Linked DNA regions of Mus musculus: regions 2, 3 and 4 are each linked to region 1. Evidence: chromatin contacts called from public HiChIP or PLAC-seq, Micro-C and promoter capture Hi-C data. All regions are on one chromosome and are shown on one strand. Each heading gives the region's core, a stretch centred on a gene start, on an enhancer-like site or on the middle of the called end of the contact. The rest is flanking DNA. Distances are from core to core; before and after follow the strand shown.

Region 1 (3,545 bases), core at 658-3,157:
CTTGTCCTTGGTGACCACCAAGGCAACTGGGTTGGTGAAGGGGTCCTGGGTTCTAGTCTCAGCTTGCTCCCCTCCTCCTCCCCCTGGGTACCTAGCTATATCCATTTCCCTGCACTGCCTCTGTGGAAGGAAGAGGAAGTGCCTGGCCTTTGGACCTTCTTTCAGCCCCTGACCTCCAAGTGTCCAAGCTTCATACCGACTTTCTCAAGGCCTTTCAAGCCAGCATGTGTCTCTGTGGAGCACCTTGTTCATTCTGAACGTCGAATTCTTGTCTTATCAGCCCAAGACTCCCTTGAGAAGGGTTCTCCAGGTAAGACCAGAGGGCATCCACTTGGACTAAGGGATGTGGTGCGGTCTTCCTTTTGTCTGTGTGGTTCTGTGCTTGCTATGTGGCTGGCTGGCATCTGAATATGTGAGCCAAGGTTGTTGGGTGTGCACAGGTAGGTCAAGGGAGAGACAAGAAATTTGGGCCTGAAGACAGCACCTGCCTGAGTCCAGTGTGGTCAAGGGTCTCTACCCCTGACTGCAAGTACTTGTCTCTCACACAGGTTAACTCTGAACAGGGGTGTGTTTCCATTTTCTCCACCACAGAGTGAGGAACTGGTGGGAAGGTGGGTGTGTCGGAAGCTCCTCCCTTTAACCTGTACCATTTGCATCTGTGTCTGGCAGGATAGGAACCTTGCAAGGGGAACTGTAAAATAAAGCATCCATTTCCTACCTCCCTCAGCAAGACACCTGTCTGGTCTTCTCCTCTCTGGCCTCTCCTGTGACTGATGGGGTCAGCCTCTGTGGCTTTTGTATTTTCTGCAGAGAGGAAGAGTGCTGGGTCCTGTCTAAAAACTCTAAGCGGCCTGCAACCAGTCATACCCTTTCCTTCAGCTAACCAAATCAGAAGGCCAAAAGAGAGGCATTGGTGGATGGCCTACCTGGCAAGGATCAGGGGTGGTAAGGCCTCAGTGACTCAAGAAGGAGGAGGAAGAGGAGGAAGAGGGCTTCTGGGTTAGGAATCCAGATCTGTGCCCACCTTAACCCAGATAGGGACACATAGCTCATCTCCAAATCCCTCCCCACCCCACCCCACCATACATTTGCCCTTGACACCCAAGGAAAGATCTCCTGTGTGATGACTACACAGATAGACACACATGTCCCCACAGACACACACACACACACACACACACACACACACATGAGCACTCGCGTGCGCACGCACAACACGCCCATGCAGAGGCACAGACACCCAGGGAGGCAAATCTTTCCCTTTCTCTGTCTTTCCCTTGGTTTGAATTTTGTTCAGCCACATATGTTGTGTGTGCGTGAGGGTGGGTGGGGGAGGGGCAGACAGGGATGAGGAATGGCATGGTGCCAGCATCTACCTATGGGGCTTGGGCCAGGGATGCCCCCCACACCCACCCTGGAAGGAGCCTCAGCTGTCCCTTTGTGGTGGAGGGGATTCTCTTGGGGAGCGGCAGTAAGCACCGAGGTCCCTTCTCCACACCCCAGGGTCTGGTCCTGACCCACCTTAGGGACCTGGAGACAGGGAAATGGACAGATCAAGACCCTGGAGAGAGCCCTGAATTGGCCTGGCAACCACAAACCGCCAATTCCCAGACTTGCCACCCCATTGTTCCCATGTGGGGGGTTCTATATCTGAGGGGGGCAAATCCTCCCACCTCCCTCTCAATCTCTGCTTTTCCTGCGTTGGGCGGGGAGGGGAGGGCGGCAGAGATATTTATTTATTTCCTTTATTTATTTAATTTTTTTTTTTTTTTTTGGAGTAGAGAGTGACAGATGGCGGCGGGTCCCGGGGGAGCCGGCTCTCCCCCAATGCAGACGCATGCCAATCACCGTCTCTCATGTGATAGCTGCTGCCCGTGACGTGCCAAGCCCATATGGCCTGGCATAGAGGCTGGTACCCCGCCTGGTAGAGATGCCACACTCGCTCCGCGGCTCGCATGGCGCTCTGAAGACGCCGGCGCCCGCCGCCTTGAGGAACCGCTGCCCCCGCTCCCTGAAGATGGGGGAACAATGAAATAAGCGAGAAGATTCCTCTTCTCCCCCCTCTCTCTCTTGCCCCCTCCCCCCTCCCCTCCCCTCTCCCCTTGACTCCTCTCTGAGGTAAGTTGTCCGAGAGGGAGCTAGATCTGACCTGCTATTAGTGGTGGGGGGGCGCTGCTTCGGACATGGAAGTCCCCCCCAGTTCTCCTATTCCTGGGACCCTACCCCCTTACGGGATGGGCAGCGGGGGCGCCCCGTGTTCTCTCTCCCATTGGGGCCGCAGCTTAAGGGGCTGCGGAAGGAGATGGTATGCCTAGGATGGGCTGAGGGGGAAGGGTCATGAGGCACTCGAAGAAGCGAAGATGGGACCCCCCCCATGACTGTCCCGAAGGAACCTGTGACCTTTTCCCACCACCAAAAAAGATAAGCAAACAAATAAATTTGGATTTTTCCCCAAGGATCTCAAAATACAACGAGATCTGTAGAGACGTGTGGGAGGGAGGGAGTTTGAAGAGGGGAAGAGGGTCCCTGACCGCAAGGGAGACGAACAGGGTTCGCTTTTGGGTCTCCTCCCCACGCCCGGCTTCTTCAGTCCCCGCACCCGGAGCCCGCTCCGGGAGACCCGTAAGCAGCAGCTAGAGAGGAGACGGTGCTCCGGTGTCTAGAATTGGGGCTGCGGGGGTGGGGGCCCGGCCGGGGGCGGCGCGCGGCCAACTTGCAAATTGGATTAGGGAGCTTGGGGGTGAGAGGCACCGGAGGGCTTGGGGAGCCAGGCCGAGGGGCCGGACCGTGGAGAGGAGGAACCGGGGCAGCGTCCCCACGGCGGCCGCCCAGCTTCTCTCCGTCACCGGGAGAGAGCTGGCTTTCGGGCGAGAGCACCGCCTCCCCGGGAAGATGGACCTGGTCCCTTAACCCCCCACCTGGTCAAGCTCTCTGGGACCCCGACACCGGCCGAGAGCAGCTTCCTTCCGGGCCAGGGGCGGAGCAGGAGCCCGGATCTCGGGCAAGGGCCTGGGCCGCGGTCCCCCACTGGCAGCCGGGCAGGGCTGGGCCGGCTCTGGGCGGGGCAGCAGGACGTAGTGGGCATCGGGGGCCCCTGAGCTGGGGCGCTCACGGAGACTTGGGGGGTGGAGGCGGGTTGGGGGGTCGTGGTGACCCCGGCGCGCCCCTCACTCTGTGCTGTCTGTCTCCCCGCCCCCGGGGCGCCCTCAGGCACCATGCTGACCCGCCTGTTCAGCGAGCCCGGCCTCCTCTCGGACGTGCCCAAGTTCGCCAGCTGGGGCGACGGCGACGACGACGAGCCGAGGAGCGACAAGGGCGACGCGCCGCCGCAGCCTCCTCCTGCTCCCGGGTCGGGGGCTCCAGGACCCGCCCGGGCCGCCAAGCCAGTGTCTCTTCGTGGAGGAGAAGAGATCCCTGAACCCACGTTGGCTGAGGTCAAGGAGGAAGGAGAGCTGGGCGGCGAGGAGGAGGAGGAAGAGGAGGAGGAGGAAGGACTGGACGAGGCGGAAGGCGAGCGGCCCAAGAAGCGCGGGCCGAAGAAACGC
Region 2 (3,545 bases), core at 544-3,043, 450 kb after region 1:
TCCTCCTGCCTCTGCCTCCCAAGTAGTTGGAATGACAGGTTTGCACCCAAGCCTTCCTTCAGCTATTATTTCATCTGCTGTTTGAGTACAAGAATTAAGGTACAGGATAAGGAAGGCAGGGGGCAGGTAGTACTGAAGTATCTGTCCTAATTTAGTAAATGAGATACGAGACAGGTCATCTCAAGGTTACAGCACCACTTGGGGAAGTAAGTATGGCTACAGAAAAAGTCATGTAAAGTGGGTTTTTTTTTTTTTTTTTTTTTTTTTGCTTTTTGGGGGTAGGGTGGGGGTTTGAACCTGGGACCTCACATCTGCTAAGTACATACTAATGCTAATGCTCCCAACATCTAAGAGGTACAGATTTCCAAAAGAAACCTGGAGGAAGATTTAGAAGAGGGAAGTCAGGACTTTGAGGATGCTAGGGGTGGAAACTAGGCTCCAGTGTGTTCTAGGCAAGCATTCTACCGCTAGGCTACTCCAACCCAGGGAAGTCAGGGTATCTGTTATCTACTTTAACTGGTTGTTTGGTTTTCTTGTGTTTCTATGTGGATAGGTGTTTTTCCTGAATATATATGCCTATGTACCTGAGGAGTCTAGGAGGCCTGGACTACAAGAGACCCAGTCTCAAATAATATGTATCATTCTGTTATATCTTTAAGGCCTCCCAGACAGCCTGCCCCACTGCAGGCTTCCATCTGAATCAAGCCCTGCATACTGGATCATGATTTTTGTAATCCCAGCACTGTAACTGGCTCATGCAAGAGTCAGAGGTTTAGGCTAGCCTAGCACTACCCAACAAGACCTTGTCTCAAAGAAAAAGAGAAAAGAAAAAGACACAGAATCTGTAAATAAATGAGAATTTAATATTAAGGGCTTTGGGGGTGGGGTGGTTGAGCCAGATTCTCAAGTAGCTTAGGCTGGTTTAGCCTCCTGCCTCCATCGGGAAATGCCATCACACCAGGCATCTAACAACTTTTTAATGAAAAGCTCTTGTGACAGATCCTGTTGGCCCAGGGGAAGAGTGAATCGGAAACTGCCTTAAAACTGAGTGTAGGGATGGAGAGATGGCTCAGTGGTTAAGAGCACTGACTGCTCTTCCAGAGGTCCTGAGTTCAATTCCCAGCACCCACATGGTGGCTCATAACCATCTGTGATGAGAACTGATGCCCTCTTCTGGGTGTCTGAAGACAGCAAAAGTGGACTCCTAAACGTAAAGTAAATAAAATCTTTTTTTTAAAACCTGAGTGTAAAAAAACGTAGTGGAGCGTATAACTCCTCCAAGTTTGAGATCTCCATTTACAGCCTCCCCACTTACCCTACCATAAGAGCTCCCGTTTCTCCCGTTCAGCAACTTGGTGTCTAAAATGGAGGTAGCACGGGCTTTTAAGGGCCTCACTCCGAATAACATCCCTGAACAGGAGGGCACCATGGGAGCCTCTGCTTAGTATTCATGAGAGGGCGTGGCCTGCTTGGGGGCGTTTCCCGAGAAGGTTCTGGGTATTCATAAGGGAAAGACTGAAGAGCCGAGGTTTCTTTCTATTCGCGAGGGGGTGGGGCCTCCTCCCGTGCGTGGACTCCTGGGAGTGCTCCGAGCGATTCAAGAGAGGAGGCAAAAGAGCCGAGGATCCCGGCGTCTCATCCTTTCTTGAGAGGGTGAGGCTCCGCCCGCAGGGTTCCCGGGAGATCTCTGAATATTCATGAGGGGAGGGGCAGAGGAGGCGAGGCTGCTCGATATTCATGAGGGGGCGGAGCCTCCTCCCGCTGGGGCTCCTGGGAGAATTCTAAAATCTACTTGAGGCGACGGGGGCGCCCGAGAGCTGAGGACGCAGCTCCGGGGCGGAGCGGAGAGAGCGGAGCAGGATCCGCCCCCATTATCTGGCGGGAAAAGCCTGAGGAGATTTTTTTTTTTAATTTTTTATTTATTTTTATTTTTAAGTATTTGTGAAATCTGAGGATGGTGGGACGAGACGACTAAATCCCACTTTCCTGTGATACTGTAGCCGGAAAAACTGTCGAAATCTGTGGTAACAAGTGTTTTATATTCCCCAGTACTTCCGGTAGAAATAATTGCGTGTTTTTCAGCAGGTCCTATTTGATTTTTATGCGGGCCAGTTTCTGCTCTGGTTCCCTAGGTGACCTCTTTGGCGGTGTTTAGCGCTGGCAAAGGAACGTTAAGACAAAGCGCGGTGACTTGCTGGGGTATTTTTTCCCCTCCGGAAGAGGGTGTGGGGGCAGGGACGAGGTCGGCGCCCTTAGACCCGCCCCGTTCTCGGTGCGTGGGCGGGGCAGTGCTGCCTGTCACCGGCTCCTCGGAGGCCGAGGCAGGAGGCTCGAGAGTTCCACGCCCGCCGGGGAGCCACAAGGGAAAAACTGTATCCCATTGTCACAGGGCTTGTGCGCTTCGTACCTTCAGGCTAAGGGGAAAGCAGGAAGAGTTTGGTAGGAAATAGGTACTGTTTCCACAAAATCCTGCGCTCCTCCACCCCTAAAATAGGTCTGAGGGAGGAAAGGGAGACTTAAATGTTGGGGTTTTGTTTTCTTTTGTTTTGTTGGCTTTTTGTTTGTTTGTTAGTTTGTTTCCACTACAGTGTTTCTTTGTGAAACCACCCCAGCTGCTGTGGGACTTGCACTGTTAGACTCCCACAGACCAGGCTGACCTCGAACTCAGCCTTTGTCTCCCTTGTTGCTGGGACTATAGCTGTTCGCCAGTTGAGTCTAAGTTTTGAAATAACTGGGATCAGTTGGTTTTTGTTTTTTTTCTCTCAGAGATTTAAGTGAAAAATTATACATACACGTTATGTCTATACCCTTAATAGGTGATAAAGACCCCTGGGAGGAGGTTGTTTAGCCCCACACTAGTCTGACTAGGATGGAAGTTTCTGGAAGAAAAAGCAAATTTATGTTTTATTATAGTAAAAATACTTGAAAATTCTGTAGTAAGCATGGCAGTGGTGTTGCACGCCCTTAATCTCAACACTTGGTAGGCAGAGGCAGATGGATCTGTGTGACTGGATCTCTGTGAGGCCAGCCTGGTCTACTGAGTGAGTCCCAGGACAGCCAGCATTATTACACAGAGAAAATAAGGAAAAAAAAAAAGGTAAGAAAGAAAGAGAACAAAAGAAAAATTAAAATTAATAACAACCTTTTTAATTAAGTCAATCAGAATTCTTCCACTTGGAATTACATGAGGATATTAAAATACATATTCTTGTAGAAATACATGTATTGGCATTGAATTAAATTGTAATAAGATTACAAAATAGTATGAGTCCTTACTTTTTTGTCGAAAATGAATACATAAATACAATTTTCACAGTAATATAAACACCAAAATACATGAGTGAATTTAGTTTTCTTTCACTTAGCTGTGTTTTATAAAAATAAACATATTGTGTAAAGGTAGCCATTTTCACAATTACTAATCTGAAATTTCACTGAAATCTGAAGTAAAGCGCAACTATAGTCATTTGTTTGTTTGGTTTTTGAGACAGGATTTCTCTGGGTAGTCCTTGGTGTTCTGGAAATAGTTTTGTAGATCAGGCTAG
Region 3 (3,545 bases), core at 404-2,903, 410 kb before region 1:
GCAAGCAATGACGGCTACATGACTGGACACATGTGAACATGTGTGTGTTTCTGAATGACAGGGTCTTTTATGATTGTGCGACTGTGTCCAATTGCTGTGTGTGTGCATGTGTGCATGCATGCATTCGATAGTGACTTTCTCGGTGTGGGTGACAATGACTCCTTCTTACCCCTGTGTGACAGCATCTCCCTGTGATCCTATGCGTGGGTATGTGCATAGGCCGTCTCTCCGCCCTGCTCTTGGTCTCCCGTGGGTGTGTCCCACCCTTTGAGCTCCACTCTGCAGTGGAGGCCTGCCTCTTCCCTTGTCCCCATGTGGGTGTGTCCAGCAGCTCCTGTCCTTGAATCTGCCTGGATGTCCCCGAGTGAGCATGTAGCTGTCTGTGTAGGCATATCTGTTGTCTGCATGTCACCTTTGCCTCCCCCTTCATCTTGGACAATGGCCCCCTTCATCCCCTCCCCCTCCTGGGTCCAGAGCCAGCATTCAGGGGCAGGCCTCCCGTCTCCCTGGCTTTCCTTCTGTGTGCTCCCCCCTCCAGTCCCTAAAATGGGTGGCTCTCTTCATTGCCTCTGACATCTTCCCAGGCCTTCTTTTCACACTGGACAAGGGAGGGCCCAAGATAGAAAAGGGGCACCAGAGACACGTTGCAAGGGAGGGAAACGGGGAGCATGCACGCGCGCGCGCGCGGACACACACACACACACACACACACACACACACACACACACAGAACACGGGTCCATTTCTTCCTCTCTTCCCCAACCACAGGCCAACAATTCTCCTAATCATCTAGGGACCATCAAGTACACCCCCACTACTACAAGCTCACACTCCCCCCACCCCACCCCACCCGCCGCGTTTTTGCAATTAGGAGTGTTGCAACCAGAAAGCCATGCTCAACTGGAGAGGTGGGGAGGGGAGGGGGGCTTCTCTCTCCTCCAGCCCATGCAAGCCCCTCCACCCTGCCGCACCCACATTGCCCTTCCTAGCTAGAGACAGCTTTGCAAAGGCCATTCGGTCTCTTTGGCTGGGGGGGTGGGGGGACACGACAAGCTTCTGGCACACCGTAAACAAACCGCGGCGGGGCGGGCGGGGGAGCCTCGGCAGGCAGCGGGGCCCAACCCGGGAATGCGCAGCAGACCGGCCGGACAGAGGCCGGGGCGGGCCCTCGAAGGGGAGGCCCAGACGCCATCTCCCTGGGCGAACCCCGGGGCCCACCGACCACTTAACAGCACCTTCTTTCCCCAGGGCGTAAGTGGCTAGCTCTCGGGCTGTGACAGGGTCACCCGGGCGCCGGAAAAGACTGAGGTCGGCGGCGGGAACCCCCTGGGCGCCCCCAGCCCGCCTCCAAGCTGGCCAGAGACCCGCGGCTTTGCATAATCAATCGCGATGCATTTGCATATTAATGCCCCCTTGCTCCCTCCTCCTTACCTCGGCTTGGCGCGCTGGTCCGAGCTGAGCAACGACGCGGGGGTCTCAGCGCCCCGTGCCGGGGGCGTCCATGGGGGGCCGGTGGGGCCCGGGCCGCCCGCCTCCAGCGCCGGGGTGTGAGTGCGAGTGAGCGCGGGGGGGCGGGGGGCGAGTGTGGCGGCCCCGCGGCTCCTCCGGCAGAGGCGGCGGCCGCTCTGGCTCCTCCCTCCCCCGCCCCGCTCCGGCTGGGGCTCCAGCTCCGCGCGCCCGGCCGGCTCGCGGCTGCTCCCTGCAGGCCGCCTCGCAGTCGCCGGTCCCCGCCCCTCGCCCCCCGCCGCTCCCCAGCTCCTGGCCGGCCGCCCCGCAGCCCCTCTACCGCCTTGGCCCCTACCAGGCTCAGACTCGCCCACCTCACCCCCGCCCCCCCTACGGCTCCATCCAGGAGCGACGGTCGGTGACACGTTTTGAGAAAGATGTCATTTTCAAATAAAATAGCTTTCATTTGCGAGGAGAATTGGGGGAGGGGGGTTCTGGTTTGCACCCTGGGGTAGGGGGAGAAGGACCGAGGAGATCACTGCACCTTATAAATCCGGGAGGAAGTCCAGATACCAAACGCTAAGGGTAGTTTCAGAGTTCGGGTCCCTTCTTTGCGAACAACTCCCTGTGTGACCTTGAACACATTACAGCATCCAGGGTAAGAGCACAAAATCCAAAGGTTGGACAGGTTACTTCTGAAATCCTCCTAACTTCAACCATCCTATTTCTAGCCGTTTTGGAGGCTCGTTCCACATTGTGCCTCCTCTCTCGTTTCTAACATTAATGCTGAATCCACTGTCTCCTCTTGCAAACGTCTCTGTTCTCCATGGAAGCTCTTTCTAGTCACTGCCCACCAGCCATTCCCCAACAATATACTCCTATACTAAGCTTGGGGAATGGGGGTGGACAAGACTCGCTACAGCCCCTTATCTCCCAGCTTCTCAGAGGTGATATTTCCTCTCCTGTGTATACCATCAAAATCCAAATGGTTCAAGGGCCAATCTAAGCAACAGAGTGGCTGCAAATAGGTGGACTCCTTTTCTCAAAGGAGAGGTCTCCATGCCAGTTCCGGACCCTTGCGCGCGCACGCGCGCGCACGTGCGCCAACCACACACACAAAACACACAACACACACACACACACACACATACACACACACACCTGCATTCGTGGACATAAAACCCTGCCAGTGACGCCAGAGCCCCTTTCATCTTGGGATCTACTACCGCCAGGCAGAGGTCTAATTACCCTAGCACCCCCCTCTGGCCCCGCCGGTTCCCCCGCTATCATTAGCCCAGTTTTACCAGCGGGGGCCATAGCCTTCCCACGGCTCCCAGGGCGGAGCCCTGCCTCCACAGCCTGCTCTTGGGGAGGAGCCAGAGAGTGTGTCTGGGGAGCTGCTCTTCTAACCGTTCAGTTCATACTGGATAGAATCGTTTGCTGAGTGGGTTGCTGACCAACAGTCTCTCCAAGTTGGGCTGCCCTTGCACATCTTAGTTCCAGCCACCTACATCCTGAGCCAATGGACTCACTTCTCTTACAAGGGGTTTTAAGGGTTTACAAGGGATGAGGAGAAGGGAGAATGCCTCTCGTGGGGCTCCCGATAGGGAAGGGACAGGAAGCTGGATGAGGGAGGAACGAAGTGGAAGCCTACGGTTACTGGGGATGGCAAGGGGGACTGAAGGACACACACAATGGTTGAAAGAAGCCTGCACTGTACAGCGGCAGCTGCAGTGGGGAAATTGAGGCTCCAGTGTGCAGAGTCAGCAAACAGTAAATGAACCAGCTCAGTCCCGGCTCCCAGCGGACATGCAACAGCTGTAGTGTAGAGAAGGCTGCAGTGTGCTCTCAGTGCACTGAGGCACCAGGGTGGCTGGCTGCCAATCGAAGCCACCTCTACAATAACCAAATCTGGTTGAAACCCTGGGGAACAAGGCCGTGTACAGACTCAGGGTCCATGCTCACATGGAAGTAGGCTCTTGGGATTGGGGTACCAGAGGAGCTGAGGGATAATCCCAGGGAATGAGAAATACAATTATATTCTGCCTCACTGAGGCAGGACTCAGAGGCTGGGGACTCAGATTTCAGCAATAATCTAG
Region 4 (3,545 bases), core at 526-3,025, 350 kb before region 1:
GCACAGCTCATGAGCTCCCATGTTCACAATAACCCAAACAAAACAGCTAATGCTATTAATTCACCCACACAAACAGGGAAACGGATTCTGGACTTTATATAATCTCCATCACTATACTAAGTAGTCAACAAATGCTTCTTGCATAAGTTGAACCCTATGTTCATGGATGTATTAAATGAAGACAACAAAAAGAAAATGACAATATCTTTACATACGAATGCCCTGATCCAAATTGAATACTTAAGTGATTTCAATTATGGAGCAGTTTGAAAATACACGAGGAAATATGTCAACTCTGGTTAAAAGTTTCTCCCTGTTGCTTTAAAATGCTCACATGTTCCAGAATTTCTACAGTGAATACAAACCATGAAATATTTCACGATGCTGAGTGACATTTCTGCCACTGGAAACTTTTATTTCAGGAAAGAAGACCTTTACTGTATACAGATCTTGTTACCAAGTTTAGAATGGGAGTTGATGCAGTCTATACATACTTACACTCAAAAGTACAACTCAGGGCATGACTTGGCCTATCACCATGTTTTAAAGTAGTTTCTCGTGCAGTTGAGACACACACACACACACACACACACACACACACACACAGAGAGAAAAAACTACAGATCACCCGGAAAAGTCTCATCGCGCGCACATGGACAAGATATACTAAGTGGAAAAAGTAAAAGAGCAACTTAAGCGGGACAAGGGGACAATAGGAGCCTGAGAACGGGTCTCTGGTGTTGGCTTATAGGAGTCGGGGCCACAGGTAGGCATTATAAACTAAAAGAGAAAGAAGGCAGGGGTGGGGGGGGAGGGGGTCTGATTCAGAAGTAAAAGCGTGCGTGTGCTTGAACTCTTTAGGAAAGGAGGGGTAAGGTCCTTAAGAGAGTGGAAAAGTGCACCGGGACTTTTAGTTTAGATGCTTCAACTACAGAAGGAAGGCAGAAGGTAGAAATGGCTCTCCGAGGGAGTTTGCTAAAGGAGCCTAGAGCTACAGAACCCATTTTTATAAACTCTTAAACTAAGAGGCTAGTGTAATCTGTTACCCTGGTTTCTCTAGACACAAATACAAATGCTACTTTCTACATAGCAATAACAGGCGCTAGAATCGGTCGGATGGAGTAGATCACTGGGAAGGACTGAAGAAAAGGCTCGGTGAGACTAAGATGCAACCCCAGAGGAGGAGAGCAGTCCGCAGACTGGAGAACAGGTTCGGTCATCGGCTGGGGTCGAGGGAGTCAGGGTGGTTGGGCGGGCACTTCTGACCCCAGCTCCATTGACCGAAGGAACCAAGGTAGGTGGAGGCTACGCAGAGGTCCCAGCAAGAAGTCGCATCACCCTGGCCGCTGTCACCGGTGATCGCGGCACGACCCCGACGTGGGCTCCCGTACCTTCTAAGGTGACAGTGTCCAGCTCTCTCTGGGAGTGCTCGGTCGCAGCTGCCTTGCCGTCTCCCTCCCCCGTGGAGCCGCTCCCAGCTGCTGCCTCCTCTTTCATCTCCACATCCTGGGGGGCCGGTGGCGGCGGTTCTTGTTCCCCTCCCGGCGGCGGCTTTGCCTTGTCGGCGCCTCGGCGCCGCGCCGAGCCCTCCTGCTTCATGGCGCCCGGGGTCGAGGCCTAGTCCGGGGACCGAAGCAGGGGCCTCGCGTAAACCCTCACACCAGAGACCAGGCACAGAGCCGGGCCTGCACACCAGCGCGGGCTCGCGTCGGGCCGCACGATGACCGAGCAGCTGCAAACTCCTTCCCGGCGCTGGGGCTTCTGGGAAATGCCAGGCATGGCGAGCAGATGGCCGAGTCCAGGGAGGGAAAATAAATCAACAGCCGAGGTGCACGATGAAGGCGGATCTTCTAGGAAGTGGGAGGAGTCTTCAAGAAACGATGAAGGCGGACCTTCTAGGAACTGGGAGGAGTCTGCAGGAATTTGTGGGACCTGAGAGTGGTGATTTTATCTTCCTCTCTAGTGTACATCTTTGGATGTCCGCGAGAGGTCACTTTAGACTCCAAGCTGGGCTACAACAGACTCTAACATGTAAGTGGGTAGGACCTATCGGAGCTCAGATGGGGATGACATCATGAGTTGCCGGGCAGATTCCTCTCCACCCCCCTAACCCCCGCCCCGGTCAAGCTCTCCCAGTTTGCGCGGGTCAGGTCCCCAATGAAATCCGCCAGGCTCGTGCTCTCAACGCCCGCCAGATGCTTCCAGCACCAGAAAGAAAAGGAGCTTGTGGACGTGTAGCTAGGCTGTTTGGCTTTCGATAAACTGAGCTCAACCCCCAGGGCATCCGAACTTCCTTGTCAAATTTTTGTATAATGCTGAGTATAAGGCATACCTTCTCTGCAGCCTGGGAATGTGGGGGTCGTGTGTATTTGTGTAGAATTAGTCAAATTTAATAATAGGAGTCCACGTTGTATACTGCTCAGGGCCAGTATATATAAGATTGTTGAAAAACCCAACATGCCCAGCGTGGTGGTGCATGCCTTTTATCCCAGCACTCAGGAAGCAGAGACGGGTGGGTTTCTGTGAGTTCGAGGCTCAGCATGGTTTACAGAGTGAGTTCCGGGACCACCAGGGCTACACGGAGAAACCCTTTCCCGAAAAAGTAAACAAACAAACAAACACCAGCTCAAGAATGTAATGTAGGGCTAGGTGTGGTACATAATTTTAATCTCAGTGGTACACAACTTTAATCTCAGCACTAGGGAGATCTTTGAGTTCAAGGCCAGCCTGGTCTACATAGCAAGCTCCAGGACAGCGGGAACTACACAAAAAGACCCTGTCTCCAAAAAAAGAAAAAAAAAAGAAAGTAATGTTGAGGGGGTGGTGAGATGGCTCAAGTGAGTAAAGGTGCTTGCCAAGTATGAAGACACGAGTTTGATCCCTGGGTCCCATGGTAGAAGGAGAGAACTGAGTCTCACGCTTTTCTCTGACCTCCATAAGCATGCTGAGGCTCGAGTTCCCCTCCCCCATAAATAAATGCTTTTTTTTTTTTTTTAAAGGTTTTTCTGTATTGCCCTGGATGTCTGGGAACTCACTCTGCTTCCCAAATGCTGGAATTACAAGCATTTGCCACCACTACTAAGCATAAATGCTTTTTTTTTTAATTAGATATTTTCTTCACTTACATTTCAAATGCTATCTCCAAAGCCCCCTATATCCTTCCCCCTTCCTGCTCCCCAACCCACCCACCACAGCTTCCTGGCCCTGGCATTCCTCTGTACTGGGGCATATGATCTTTGCAATATCAAGGGGCCTCTCCTCCTATTGATGGCCAAGTAGGCCATCCTCTGCTACATATTCAACTAGAGACACAAGCTGGGGGGTGGGGGTACTGGTTAGTTCATATCGTTGTTCCACCTATAGGGTTGCAGACCCCTTTCGCTCCTTGGGTACTTTCTCTAGCTCCTTCATTAGGGGCCCTGTGTTCCATCCAATAGCTGACTGTGAGCATCCACTTCTGTTTTTGCCAGGCATTGGGCTTTTTTTTTTTTTTAAAGAATGTAAATTTGGTGGTTTGACCTTGCTTGACCCATAAGGAGTGGCAC

Evidence for each region. Hi-C and Micro-C count contacts between places; a contact is called where the count stands out from the background. HiChIP or PLAC-seq counts read pairs in DNA pulled down with a chosen protein or histone mark. Capture Hi-C pulls out chosen DNA fragments and counts their contacts.
Region 2: a contact with region 1 is called in an H3K27ac HiChIP or PLAC-seq map of large pre-B cells, with 4 times the contacts expected there. The contact joins the promoter of Fbxo47 here to the promoter of Neurod2 in region 1. A contact is called at or near these places in 2 of 115 datasets of contacts at active chromatin or transcription factors (large pre-B cells and pancreatic cancer cells).
Region 3: a contact with region 1 is called in a Micro-C map of embryonic stem cells, with 2.5 times the contacts expected there. The contact joins the promoter of Thra here to the promoter of Neurod2 in region 1. A contact is called at or near these places in 5 of 39 promoter capture datasets (cranial neural crest, embryonic stem cells, hippocampal neurons and 2 more) and 2 of 484 Hi-C or Micro-C datasets (cortical neurons and embryonic stem cells).
Region 4: a promoter capture Hi-C map of liver shows a contact between it and region 1. The contact joins the promoter of Psmd3 here to the promoter of Neurod2 in region 1. A contact is called at or near these places in 1 of 39 promoter capture datasets (embryonic stem cells), 2 of 484 Hi-C or Micro-C datasets (forebrain and nephron progenitors), 8 of 115 datasets of contacts at active chromatin or transcription factors (the 230-238 cell line, craniofacial prominence, embryonic stem cells and 3 more) and 1 of 9 other capture datasets (liver).

What each region holds. Positions count from the first base shown.
Region 1 is chr11:98,328,007-98,331,551 of GRCm38.p6, reverse strand. It overlaps Neurod2 (neurogenic differentiation 2), which reads left to right and starts at 1,907. Exons shown (of 2, transcript NM_010895.3): 1 at 1,907-2,118; 2 at 3,211-3,545. The coding sequence starts at 3,216.
Region 2 is chr11:97,882,402-97,885,946 of GRCm38.p6, reverse strand. It overlaps Fbxo47 (F-box protein 47), which reads left to right and starts at 1,793. Exons shown (of 11, transcript NM_001081435.1): 1 at 1,793-2,024.
Region 3 is chr11:98,739,893-98,743,437 of GRCm38.p6, reverse strand. It overlaps Thra (thyroid hormone receptor alpha), which reads right to left and starts at 1,653. Exons shown (of 10, transcript NM_001313983.1): 1 at 1,432-1,653.
Region 4 is chr11:98,680,784-98,684,328 of GRCm38.p6, reverse strand. It overlaps Psmd3 (proteasome (prosome, macropain) 26S subunit, non-ATPase, 3), which reads right to left and starts at 1,775. Exons shown (of 12, transcript NM_009439.1): 1 at 1,392-1,775. The coding sequence starts at 1,599.